Regions from separate parts of the Triticum aestivum genome. Here region 2 is linked to region 1. Evidence: chromatin contacts called from public Hi-C data. All regions are on one chromosome and are shown on one strand. The core of a region is the stretch at or near the end of the contact, and the rest is flanking DNA. Distances in the headings are between cores, read along the strand shown. Region 1 has its middle 130 kb from the start of LOC123170018. Region 2 holds the start of LOC123170018 (gibberellin 20 oxidase 2).

What was found. A called contact is a pair of places that touch in the nucleus more often than the background predicts.
Region 2: a Hi-C map of an unstated tissue shows a contact between it and region 1, with 5 times the contacts expected there. The contact joins the promoter of LOC123170018 here to the enhancer-like site in region 1. A contact is called at or near these places in 3 of 5 Hi-C or Micro-C datasets (leaf and an unstated tissue).

What each region holds. Positions count from the first base shown.
Region 1 is chr1D:361,741,280-361,748,095 of IWGSC CS RefSeq v2.1, reverse strand. No RefSeq gene overlaps it. Among protein-coding and RNA genes, the nearest start is that of LOC123170018, 130 kb to the left of the region's middle. Within about 2 kb of position 4,330, at least 3 of the 8 cell types and tissues checked have an H3K27ac peak or open chromatin away from gene starts, as enhancers often do. A contact at or near this core is called in leaf, where this site is marked.
Region 2 is chr1D:361,865,305-361,872,641 of IWGSC CS RefSeq v2.1, reverse strand. LOC123170018 (gibberellin 20 oxidase 2) reads right to left here and starts at 2,092. Exons shown (of 3, transcript XM_044587870.1): 1 at 1,408-2,092; 2 at 1,003-1,327. The coding sequence starts at 2,015.

The DNA.
Region 1 (6,816 bases), core at 3,081-5,580:
GACAATGATCACGACAAATTTGTCGAGAGGTTTTTAAGAAGATGTAATTGATTGACGATGACATCAAGTCAAAGGAATGATGAAAGCGAAAGGTTATTGGAACCACGGGTAGGACACAAACTCGAAATCAAGTTTGCTGTTCAAGGAGAAGTGATATGACGAGGAAGATCGACGCAAGATTAGCTCACTGTCGAAATTTGTGCGCTGGGAAGGACCAGGTAGCACAGTTAAAATCGGCACGATAATGACATAGCCGAGCAGGCTAGGGATGACGTGATCGAGTACGAACTCGTAAGCAAAGGAGATTACTAAGAGTTGTTTAATCGTGATGCGGACTCGATTCAGTTATCGATGTCCTTGAGTGTTTAATAACTCGGAGCCCGTGAAAAATTGGAATCAATGAGAATGTAATACTTGATGGAGAACTCATAAGAACTTATGCAGTTCCGTGATAATCTCGAGATACCAGGGGGTAATACTCGACGACAAACCAAAGTAGAGGTTGGACTGGGGTATTGCTCTTACAGAAGACAAGTGCTTAAACTTGTACGAGAAATGGTATTTAAAGGAGAACATGGTCGGAACCATGATTGCAAAAGGCCAGATCCCAGATATAAGATGAACTTATACCGAGGGAATAATTAACTTAAGAGAAGCTTTAATGATAAGAGTGGGTTTTGTCGTAAGCATAGAAAGAGTGAAGAGTGAAGAGTGGAAGCGGCATCGGATTTGGGGCGTAACGGAAAAGTCCAAGTGAAGTGAGAAAAATCATCTAAAATCACAAGATAATATGATAAACCCGAATTGCTAGGCACTGGAGATGTCCAAACATCACAATGAATAACATCAAAGGGAAAAGTAGGAATTGATGAAGGTGAAGAAAATGGCAGGAGAACATGTTTGCCGATGCGGCAAGCATGACAAGTATGAGCCGCTGATTTATTACATGGAAAGGGAAAAGTGCTCAAAATTTTATGAAGAGCGTCGGCGCCGAGATGACCAAGTCGAGCGTGCCAAAGTGAAACATCGGCGTGAAGAGCAACCGGACTGTCGCGCGTAGTAGGACCGCATGGGTAGAGATCATCGGGAGAATCACATCAGTGCAGAACCCTCCGGGAGCGAGTATCCTTAACAGAGAAACCGAGAGCGTCAAACTCAACAATGACATGATTTTCACGAGTAAGAGTACGTACAAAACATATGTTTTTGATTAAGGATGGTGAGACAAGCACATTATTAAGTGTTAAGGAAGAAGAAGGTAACGGGAGGGAGGACGAACCGTGATGGGTGATGGGGAGAGAACTCCCATCACCGACCACGATGCAAGAGGAGAAAGGATAGGGGGGAGGCACAGGAGAGGATACCGGGGTTGGAGGCCATGTGAGCGGCGGCGCCGGTGCCCATGTACCAATCACCGCCTCCGTTGTAGGTGCTCGACGAGGGTGCAACATGAAGAGCGGAGAGGAGCGCCGGGTCATAGACCGGAGGGGCGCCACCATATGCGTCGTAGCCCGGAGAACCACCGTAGGCCGCGGCGTTGCCGTATGCCGCGGGAGCCGGCACGGTCAGCATCGCTTGACGAGAGGTCGGCCGTGGCCCGAGGATGCCCGGAGCGGGGGGACAGGGGACGGGCATGGAGCAAGCATGCACGACGCCCGTCTAGGGATTGTACCCCGAGAGCCACGGCGGAGGGGGAGCAGCAGCGTTCGGCGCGGGAGGGCGCTGCGCCGTATTGCCGTTGCGGCCCCGACACCCGCGACCCTTCTACCTGCGGCCACCAGAGGGCGCTGGCGCGGGTGGTGGGGTGGGAGCAGGCGCGCGCGGTGCTGGCGGGGCTGGAGGAGCGTCGTGGCCGGCGGCGAGGGTCGCCTGCCGGGCGGAGTGACGAAGGCACTTCTCCTCCATGCGAAGGTACATGACTACCTTCGCGTACGTCGGCGTGACGAGGGAGAGGTTGGCGGCGGACTAGCCAAGGTCGGGGTGGAGGCCGCGAAGGAGGTTTGTAAGGAGGACGGAGTCGTCGATGGTCATGCCGACGTCGTGCAGCTCGTCGGTGAGAACCTTCTGTCGCGTGCAGTACTCACCGATCGAAAGATCGTTTTGCTGCATAGTGAAAAACTCCCCTTGGAGGAAGACGCGGCGTTGGAGTTGATTGTCGAGGAAGAGGTCGCACAACCGTGTCCACATGGCGTACACCAAGGGGTCACGGGAGTTCACCATGTTGAAGAGACCTTGGGAGATGGTGAGGAAGAGCCACTTGACGATGCAGGCGTCCACGGCAAGCCACTCATCATCGTCCTTCATGTCGCGGAAGTCGATGCTCCCATCAACGTGCTCGATGAGACGGTAGGAGCGGAACAACAGTGCGAAGTAGGTGCGCCATGCATTGTAGGACGGCGAGTCGAGGTCGAGGATGACGGGCACATGATCCTTGATGTGGAGCTCGTTGAGGCGATCGGAGGTGAACATGGCGCCAGCGAAGGAGCCGGCGTCGGAGGGATCGGCCTTGGAGCGGGACATGGTAAGAGGGGAGCGCGACGCGTTAGGGTTTGGGAGGTGGTGGAGGGAGAGGGCGGCGGCGGCATAAGGCGACGACAGTGTTGGAGAGGGTGGCGGCTGCGCGAGGGGTGGCAGCGGCGGTTAGGGTTTGGGAGGTGCGGCGGCGGCCACGGGAGGCTAGCGGCGGCTTTAGGGTTTTGGGGAGTTGCGACGCCGGCGGCAGTAAAGAGGAGCGGCGGCGGCCTAGGGTTGGAAGGGTGCAGCGGCGGCTACATGGAGGTGCGGCGGCGTAGGGCGGAAGCGATGGAGATCGTGAGGGAAACTGATACCATGTAGAAAGATGTAGGATGCAACTCAATTGTATTTCATGGAGTCGGTCACAATATATACACAGGATGTCTTGCGTGACAAAGAAACTAATCCTACCATATCTCTAGGAGTCAACTATACAAGGCTAGAGAAGATAGGAATAGCAATACAAATAAGTCACGTTCAACAAGTTCGTTCGCTTAGGATGGCTCAATGGAGGTCCAATGCCCCGCTCGTTGCAGCGAATTGCCGAGCGGACGCACAGGCGCGACTCCAGCTGGGCCGTCCCATTAGCGCAACACAGTGAAAACCCTGAAAAAATGAGTGCTCGAGGGAGGGATCGAACAAGGGACCTCCTATTGCTTACGCCTGAGCATAGCCAACGTGATAGATAATTTTTCTTGGTTTACTAGGGCGCGTGAAGCTAAAGATAATGTAGATCCGAACATTTTGTCAAATTCCGAACGCGAACAATTTTGAAAAAAAAATGTAAGCGAACACTTTTCAAATTTGAGAAGAAACATAAAAATCTCAAATAGTTTTTGAATATGTCAACAATTTTTTGAAACTCCGACCAAACATTTGGAAACGCGAATATTTTTAGAATCCGTGAACAATTTTTGAAACAGAACATTTCTTCAAACTCAGAACAAAATTTGAAAATGAAAAATATTTTGGAACAAAATCCGTGAACAAAAATTTTCGAACACATTTTTGAAATTTTAAGAAATGTGATTTTTTTTTGAAATCATGAACAAAGTTGAAACTCTGAACTTTCAAAAAAATACAAACAAATTTAAAGATTGCGAACAATTTTGGAGAAACATGATATTTTTTAATACTTTGACCTTTTTGAAAATGTGAACAAATTTCAAAATTCTGAATACTTTGGAAAATGCAAACAATTTTGTTCAACATGAACAAATTTTGGGATTTATGAAAAAAATTTGAACACACAAAAAAATTTTGGAAAATGAGAACAAAAAATTGACGAACAATTTTTGTAAACTCTGAATTTTTTGAAAACATGAACAAATTTTGAAATCACAAACAATATTTGGAAAGCATGAACAAAATTTTGAAACTTCAAATTTTTGGAGAACGTGAACAAATTTCAAAATTCTGAACTTTTGAACAATGCAAACAATTTTTTTAAAACATCAATACAATTTTAATTTTCGAAAAAATGTAAAAAACGAACAAGTTTGGAAGATGTTACACATTTTTTAAATTTGCAATTTTTTAAAAAAGGCAAACGAGAAAATATGAACCTGAAAAAGAAACAAAAAACAAAAGCAAAGAAAAGAAACAGAGAAGAAGAAACCGAAAAAAGAAATGAAACAGAAAAACGAAAAAAAAGGAAAAAATCACATAAGAAAACCGCTAAAACCGACATAAGCACAAAAACCGGTTCAGGGAACCTTCTGGAAGGCTCCCAAAACCGGCTGGCCCAGTTCTCGCCCTCGGGGGATCGCCTGTGCGAACCCTCGACAGTCTAACTTGGCGAATCCTATTTAGCGCTACAGGCGCCGGTTATAGCTGTTCTCTGTAAACCGGCGTCTGCAGCTACGTTAGTTGGGCTCGGCCCATATACCGTGTTTTCAACCGGCAAAAACAACGCCAGTTTCACGTAACGAACCTGGGGAAATCCTATTTGCCGCTCTTTGCGACAAACGCTTCAAACAGGCGAGCGACCGAGCAGCGACGCAACAGCCCGGCCCGTTGAATCGTTCCAACGCTCCAGGTTTTGGGAACCTTCTAGAGGTTCCCAGCTGGTTTTGGGAAACTTCTAGACTATTCCTTCAATTGATTTTTTCTTTATTCTGTTTTTTCTATTTTCTTTTTTCTGTTCTTCTTCTCTCATTTTTCTTTTTCTGTTTTTTTCATTTGTTTTTATTTTCATAATGTTCACGGTTTAACGAAAAATGTTCATAATTTTATAATTTTGTTCATGAATTTGAAATTTGTTCGTGTTCCAAAATTTGTCACAATTCAAAAATGTTCAAGCTTTTCAAAATTTACTCGCAGATTCAAAAAATGTTCACAATTTTACATTTTTGTTCGCGAATTTGAAATTTATTCATGTTTGCAAATTTCTTCAAAATGAGAAAAATAATTGCGGTTTCCAAATTTGTTCAGAATTCGAAAAATGTTCACAACATTATAATTTTGTTCACCAATTTGAAATTTGTTCATGTTTCAAAATTTGTTCACAATTTGAAAAATGTTTGCAGTATCAAAATTTGTCCGCAGATTTGAAAAATGCTCGCCGTTTTATAATTTTGTTCACGAATTTGAAATTTATTCATGTTTCATAAATTGTTCAAAATTCAAAAAATATCTATGATTTCAAAATTTGTTCATAATTCGAAAAATATTCACAATTTTTGTTCGTGAATTTGAAATTTGTTCATGTTTCAAAATTTGTTCACAATTCAAAAAATGTGCGGTTTAAAAAAAAATTCACATTTCAAAAAATGTTCGCAGTTTCATAATTTTTTTTACCTTTACAAATTTTGTTCTGGGATTACAAAATTGTTCCCATATCAAAACATTGTTCATGATTTTCGAAAATGTGGCAGTTGCGTTTCACAAAACATTCGAAAGTAGTTGCGTTTCACAAATCATTCAGTTTTTTTTTGTCGAAAAATGCGTTTGAAATTTCGAAAAAAAATCGCATTTGCGCTCGGCAGTTCATTTTTAATGTTTGTGCTGTATTTTGAGCATTAAAGCTTGCTAGCTCCACTGGTAGTAGCGCATTGACGCTAGGACGAGATCCTCGGTTCGGTACCCGCTCGGCGCTTTTATTTTCATGCTACAGTTCTCAATCGGGCCTTTATTTTTGAGCTACAGTTCTCAATCGGGCCGGCCCAGGCGTAGACCCCTTGTGCGTGCGAGCGACAACCTGCCGGAGAGAGCAGGTAGGAGCTCCCTCAAACCGGCGACCGCCGTCACAGTCACGGAGGTATGCTCGTCCAACCAGCATGCCACAAAGTGCGTTCTGGTAACCACCAACTGTTTTCTTCTTTTATTCCTTTGCTTTCCTATTTTCACTCTTTTTCTTTTTCCTTTTTTTTGTTTTCATTTTTCTTTTTCTGTTTTTTTCTTCCTGGTTCAATGAATTGCTTTTGTAAAAATGTGAACTTTTTCTTCAAATCGATGAACTTTTGGGAATTCGCTGAACTTCTTGTCAAATTGATGATTTTTTTTTCAAAATCTATGATCTATTGAAAAAAATCCATGAACTTTTTCTAATTTTGATGAACTGTTTTTCTAAATTGATGAACTTTTTTTTACAATCTAATAATTTTCTTTCCAAAATCGATGTCATTTTTACAATATGATGATTTTTAAAAAAAATTCAATGAATGTTTTTTTGGATTTGATGAGCTTGTTTATCAAATTCGGTGAACTTTTTTGAAATTTGATGAACATTTTTCTAAATTAGATGAACTATTTTAAAATTGATTATTTTCCCATTCAAATCGATGAACTATTTTTCAAATTTGATAAAAAAATTTTAAACGGATGAACTCTTTTCTAAATTTGGTGAACTTTTTTCAAAATCGATGAACTTTTTCTAGTTTGATGAAGTTTTCTTAAATTCGGTGAACCCTTTTCATAATCGATAAACTTTTTCAAGTTTGATGAACTTTTTTTCAAATGGATGAACTTTTTAAAAAATTTGTGAACTTTTTCGAAATTCGATGATTTTTTTTAAAATAAAATGGACGAAGCTTTTCAAAATCTGTGAACTTTTTGTAATCACGATTTTTCCCTTTTTTGCGGTTTTTTGTTTAATTTTTTCCTCTCCTTTTAAAGTCAACCAAGACCGTACAAGCAGCCCTCGAGGCTAAATCCTATTTGGCGCCTTAAGCGCCCGTTTTAGTTGTTTCCGCAATCGGGCGCATACCCCCCCTCTCCTCGCGTCGCGTTTTTGGGCCTGGCCCGTTTTGCTTCCCGCAATCGCGAAGCAAAAGAAAAGCGGGTGAACCGCGATTCGAACAG
Region 2 (7,337 bases), core at 843-3,342, 130 kb before region 1:
CAAAAGAAAACCTCGGATCGGAAGAAGCCGAGCGCTCGACACGCGGGCTGCTCGCCGCCGGGATGCCAACTCGACACGTTTTAAATAAAGAGAAAGAAGAGAGGACGAGGCCGGCGCACGGACCGGTGCGGGCATGACGAGACGTGCGGAGGAGTCGTCGGTCGAGTGCTGTGCGCTCCGCTGCCGCGCGCACAAGCATAGACAGATAGGGGGGTGAGGGCAGGCAGGAGCTACGGACGGGCACTCGTCACGGCACACAGACTCCTTTGGCGTCACCCACCGCTGCGGGGGACAGGCCCCGCCGGCCACCACGGCCTGCCTGCCAAGATAGGCAAGCGTCCAAAACGGCCAAAAGAGAAACAACCGCGTATCCTTTTCCGGTCACTCGCTCTTGGTGGTTCAAAAGCTTGCCTGGAAAGAGACGACTAACCATGCACGCATCACTTACATATGCGTGTCCATGTGTAGACGTGCATGAATGCCTAATACTGGTAGTTGAAATATACAATCCAACAGAAGAACATAGTAGAGACACACGATGCAGTTAAGAGTTAACTAGTTAAGACAAGCGATGCAGTTGAAAGGCCGTTTGCTTCAGTCTTTATATATAGATAAACATGCACTTGTGTTAGCAAAAACGTTTGGCTTCTTCCCATGGTTCTCCTCCGGCCGACCTGTCGTTCTCGTCCTCTCACAAAAATTCATGTTGCCGTGTGCTCAAGGTGTTGCTTCAGAGGCAATTGTGTCCTTACGTGTTGATCTGTTGTTGATCACTGTGGATTGCGGAGAGAGCAACACTTTTACGCTCGTGACGACACTAGCAGCTATCCCATAGAGCAACGGTTCTCTGGAATAACAACTCCCGTATTTATTGAAGATGACACTACAAGTATTATCGAATCTAGTCTAGAACAAATTTAAGCAAGCGATGGTGCGTACGTTCCTGTAGACATCATAGCAGCTATCCCATACCATGACCGGCAGACCGGGAAGAGTACGTACCATGAAGGTGTCGCCGATGTTTACCACGAGCTCGCCGGTCTTTGGCCGCACGAAGCGCCATGCGCCGTCGACGAGCACCTGGAGCCCGTCCACGTCGCCGTCCTGCAGCAGGATGGTCAGCGCCGACGGGTCGCAGTGCGGCCCCGTGCCCAGCGTCCGGTCCGGCTCCGGGCACCGCGGGTAGTAGTTGCACCTCATGATGGAGCTGCCGTCGGCGAAGTAGTCCCTGTAGTACCCTCTCCCCAGCCCCAGGCTCATCCCCAGCACCTCCATTATCGCCAGCGACGCCTCCTCCATCGCCTCACAGTACTCCTGGTACACCTCCCTGCGACCACGCGTACGTAGTTTAGGTGTGTGTGCCAAAATCGGACTGCAGAAGCAGAACAATTAAGTCGGTTTACCAACCCTAGGTGCTTGAAGTCGTCGCCTAGGGCGGAGGTGAAGTAGTCCACGACGACGTGGCTGTTGCCGCGGGCGCCGACGTCGTCGTGGTTGTGGCTGAAGGAGAGAGTCTCCTTCCAGGGAAGCTTGGCGGCGAAGCGGTCGGCGTGGGCGGAGGCGTACCCTTCCACGGTCCCCGGGGAGCGGCGGGCGCCCTGCTTAGTGGCGAGCGGCAGTCGGAAGAAGTCCGCCGCGCCGTCGAGCGCGGCGCGGGCCAGCGCAGGGTCCACGCCGTGCCCTGTCACCTGGAAGAAGCCGTGGCTCGCGCACGCCTCGGCGACCTGCGCCGCGGCACGGCCCATCCCGGCGGCGCTGTGCAGAGCTGCGCCTATGTCGACCACAGGCACGTCCAGCTCCAACATCGACGACGGCCGTGCGTCGGCGTTGGGCCAGACGAAGGGAGCCGGGATTTGTTTTTGCTGCCGCCAGAGGTCGAGGACGTCGGTGGCACTGTTGCTGTCTGTCGCGTTCGCGTCCACGGGAACGCATGGGAGGTGAGGACTCCGAGCAACTTCCATGGCCGGAAACGGCATTGCTGCATTGGCTTCTAGAAAGTTCGATAGGTCCACCATGGCAAACACACTATGTGCTACTGGTGGGCGGGTTTGAAGGAAGCTTGAGGGCTATTTGTAACGAGAAAAGCCGGGCCAGTTTGATGCACGACAAAGTGACAAGCCAAGTTTAGCACAAGTGATGGTTTAATGTACAAACTCCAAAAAAACCGCCCCACATGTCATACAATAATTCAGATCTTGGAATAGATTCTACATACATGTTTTAGGTACAGTTTTGTTAAAGCACATCTAGATGTGCTCTAAGTATTGCATATCTAAACCCTATGTCATTGATTTTTCATTAAGATTCGTGCAAGCATTTTCTTTTGTCTTTTATTATTATTATTATTTTTCTTTCTCGTTTGATTGAGTCATTTAGACGTGCAATAACTAGGTATACCAAAATCATCCACATGTCATAACCCCATGCCCACAAACCGAGGGTAGCTCAGATGGTGAGATGGTTAGGTTCCTTGGTGGAACCAACCAACCAGAATTCAAATTCTAGACCTGGCATTGATGATCGCATTTTTTCTGGATTTATTTTAGGTCTTTCGGCCATGTGTGTTTAGTGGTAGGAGACGTACATGTCGACTATGAAGGCGTCTATGGCGACATCAATCTCAAGACGATGTGTTGGCTTAGTCTATCGGAGATGCCCATAAGAATAGGGTGTGCATGTGCGTATGTATGAGCGTCTACTTCTCTACTGTGTTCATAACAAAATCCCATGCCCAATGCCAGTTTTGTTGGATCGTTGTTCAAGCGATCTGACTTGCAATGTGAAGCAACCGTGTGTGCGTATGACCTGTAAAACAACTATCCTGTATGCCAAATCACAAGTCATCATAAGATTGATTTTAGGTAGAAAAAACAAGTTAATCCCACGCCCCTTCTCAGATGCACATACATGCATTCACTAGATGACAAAAAGTTGATGTCAACAAACATTTCACCAAATCAAATGTTTTATAGCTCAAGCCATTGGTCCGATTCATACTCCTTTCTCACCATTAAATCCATCGTGACAAAGTCTTTGAAACTAGATTCGATGTTGCTTGTTTTGACATTTTTTTGAAGGTACAAGGTTGTAATGCGTATGTTACCAATTTGTTCACACGAAAGTTATTGAGCATTAATACTGGACTTTTTCCCCTCACATTTTCATAATTTTTGAGGTCGAAAGTTATCGCCTGGTACTATAAGAGTTACCGATATTGTTCACATATTGTAATCGACAAACATTACATTGGTTGTTAGACTACTCATGGATAATCATAGGTTCTAAATTTGGACATCGCCACAACCACCAATGTAACCACATCACTACTATGTTGGTCAATTGTGACCTAACACAGTCGACAAACGTAACAAGAGCAACTGGTAACTATAGTTGTCCCATGTTGTTAAATATCACATGACAGCTGAGTAACTACATAGTTGACATGTTGATAACTGTGGCATGGGCAACCGGTAATTATATTGGACTGTTATACCTTGGTTTAACGGACATCATGGATGAAGAAGTCTCATTTTGGATTTCTTGGTGTGAATGAGGTTCTCTGAGCAAAAGGTCATTTGGAGACACAAAGGAGGACGAGTGGGCTCGCCAGTTTTTTAGGGGGGGGGGGGGCTTGCCACCGGTGGTGTATGATTTGTCACAGGATTTGGTGGACGTGCTGCTGTAGTGTGATGATTAGCCAGACACGGGGTACATAGGCAATGGTAGAGACTTCATGACCGAGACGACGGGAGCGATGAGGAGCTCGGCCACGACGACGGTGAGGAAGGCTAATTACGGCGCCCTCGGCCAACTCAGGCTCGTGCGTGGAGCTGCTACCTTATCTCTACGCTTCGGTGGCTCTATTCTCGGCCACGTAGGGTACTCGTCGGCTAGAGGGAGGAGGAAGAAGTGAAGGAATAAGAGAAGAGAGAGGGGAAATATAGTGAGGGGGAAGAAGATATAAGGGAGAGGAGGAAGAATTAAACGGAAAGAGAGAGGAGGAGAAGAAGGAAGTGAAGAAATAAGACAAGAGGGAGAAGAAATAAGTGAAGGGGAGGAAGAAGAGAAGGTGAAAGTTGATGAAGCTAGATGTACAAAGTAGTTTGAGGCAATTGAGTTATATATTATGGCATAAGACTGCACCGACACGCTACTAGTGGGACACTTACTAGTGGCGTGCCTTGCATTGGCATACCCATCATGGCATGAATCCCTACTAATCACGTTCATACCCATCATGGCATGATTCCCTGCTAATCAAGTTCATTTTTATTGTAACGTAGTTGCTTTTCTCTTAAAAATTGCTAAGCACGTCCATACCCATCATGGTATGAATCCATGGATGCATATATACTTATATACAGTTATATATATTGTTTGTATAAGAAGTACATGTTTGAGTCATAAATTTGTAAATTATTATTATGTCATTTTCAAATTCACTTGAACTTTGGTTATTACAGTATATACCGAAACCATACCGAAATAATTTGGTTTACATCAATCCGAACAATAACTTAATTCCTTATCATATTTACTGAAGTATTAAAATCGTACAAGCCGAAAACCATTATAAACCGACCCATGTAGATTGTATAAGCCGAATGCACGGAGTTAAGTGTATGTGCGTGTATGTCATTATTTTCTGCCTCTTCGCCTTTCCTCCAAGCGAACAAGCGGTTAGGGTTTTTGCCTCTCGTCGGAGGCATCTCCGATTTGCCTCGTCTCCTGTGACCTTAGGACTAGGGGGGGGGGGGTGGATCCCGACCCTTACTGGCGGGAGGGTTCGTTTTTATTTGTTTTCTTTGAGTTCTACTAGGATTTTTGTTCTAATCAGGGAGACGAGTCGGCGGTGCCTCCCTAAAGATGGAATAAGGTTCTCCATGCCTAGCCACTGTTCCGGTGATGCGTCTAGCATCGTCGGAGGGCACGTTGAGGCGTGTCTCCAGTAGTCCTCGCAAGATTCGGTCGGTGGTTATCTTTGATGGATCCACTCGAATCCGGTCTTTGTTCGTCTTCGTTGGTGTGTCTTTAGGTTGGATCCTTTCGATCTACGCTTCTCTTCATCGGTGGCAGTTGTTATTCTAGTGCATTGGCCCTATGAGGCCTTAGCACGACAATCTCTGATTGTCTACTATGACAAGTTTTGCCCGGCTCCAGCGAGGGAGGAGTGATGATGGTGACACGCATTCAGCTTGTTTCAGTGCTTGTAGTCGTCACTGGGTGGTCGATGGTTTTGGATGTTGATTTTATTATTTTTGGTGTTCGTTGTGTTGTTATATTAGTGATGAATAGATCAAAAGTTTCCTAGAAAAAAATGTATGTGCGTGAATGAGAAAAAACATAGCGAATAAATTTGAAGTCATGAACGCTTGTGTTCGTGAGCCATAAGGACGCCAAAACCAAGTGGAGATGATAACCATGTTAAGAATACCTTTTATTGATTATTGGAAATAATCTGTACAAAATATGTTTATATTATTCAACAGGGTTAATCTTCCAGAATTCTGTACCAAAATTGGACATGAGACCCGAGAGGAAGCGACGAACAGCATTGAAGTGACTACCGACAGGACAACGGAGGGGAGGGAGAAACATTTGGACGGATGGTTTTGGCCTTTGTGTGGTGGGTGCACATGTGTCCCCATCCTACGTTGCCACGCGTGCTAGCTTACGCATGGAGACCATGCCGATCGATGCTGATCAAAATATCTTCCGATGCAAGTTGCGTATTTCCATGTGAAACGACGCTGGGCCCATGCTGAATCCAACAGCCATTGAAAAGGAAAACTCAATGTTGCTTTAGCTCTTCTTATCGGAGAAGATCGAGAGAACAGATCGAGGGAATGTGCATCACGAATGAGGCTGTGGCAAGGAGGACAAGGACCTGCATGCATGCATGATTGCTGGATCACAACAGACTAATGTTTTCCTCACTTGTGTGCGATAGCAAAGGGGCCAAGGCCTCACTGCTAGCAATATACTCCTTGGAACCAAAACTTGATCACAGCGGACTGATGATGAGCACTGATTTATTTGGTTTGTTGAATCAGGATTATGAACTCTGATTGAATTGTTTGCCATGCAAAATTTATCTTCCAATTGTTTGCACGTTATGTGCATCTCATTGTTTTTTTTTCTTAATTTTGCATACTGATGCAATTTGAGTTGAAAAAAGAGGCCGAAAAAGGTAAGGGGCATGTTCAAGACAGATAAAGCTATCCTTGCACACATCGCCACAAACAAGTAAGGAACGGGTGTGCCTTCAACTCACTCCAATGCTTGTAGTCGTCGCTACGTGGTCTACGGATCTGGATGTATTTTTTTACTTCTGATGTTCTTTGTACTGTCTTGGTAGTTGATGAATAGATTGAAAGTTTTCCTAGCCAAAAAGAAGAAGAAGAATGGGATGGAGAGAAGTATTGGACGTGATTTGATGAATCTCCTTTAGTGACCTATAAGCACGTGAGGGCGTCTCTAATTGTGGTCCTCAAACCTCCCCCATCTGTGTGTCAAACTGCCCGGACAAAAAAAATGCAGCCCAACAGGTCTCCTCCAATATTGTGTTACATGTTCGGACACCCCCCCCCCCCCCCCCCCCCCCCCCCAAAACTCAGCCCATATGTGAGAAATAAATTGGGTTGTTCGAACCTCCACTCCTACCTTCCCCGCGGTCGGCCACTGCGTCCCCACCATCGCCCTTTGCCGCCCGCCGCCCGCCTCCCGAGTAGCCCGGTCCGCCTCCCCTGTTGCCCCTTCTTTGTTTTATGCCTCACACCACATGGATCATGGTCGACGGAATCGGTGGGGTGACCTACAACGTCGTTGCCGAGCATGGAGAGTCACGCCCGCGCCGGTGGCCGAGGCCGCGAGCTAGCTCTCAAGGCGGCCTCGCAGGCGGCTGTCACGAACGAGGTCGTCGACATCGTCTATTTGAGTTTGCCACACACCCTTGGTGGCATCCTCGTCCATGCCTGCATCTGTGCCCTTGGCCAACCCCGACTTGGGTTCGTCGCAAGGGGGGGCGCCCCGACAACCTCACCCAGGTTGGGGACATCAATGTGGCCTATGACGCCGAATCATTGTTGCTCCAATGGGCGTAGACACCATGTGAGGATGACATGCCCACGGGTAAAGCCACGGAGGAAGGAAGAGGTCCAACAGACATAGGGCGGGCCAAGCCAACACTTCAGACTCCATCGGCAATACAAGGTGCATCGGCACCTTGGGGGAAAAGACACGGACTCTACCGCATATCCAGCTAGGTCTTCTGTATTTAGGCGTATTCTAACCGACTCGGGACACCTATAAACCTAGCCACAGTCGATTATATAAAG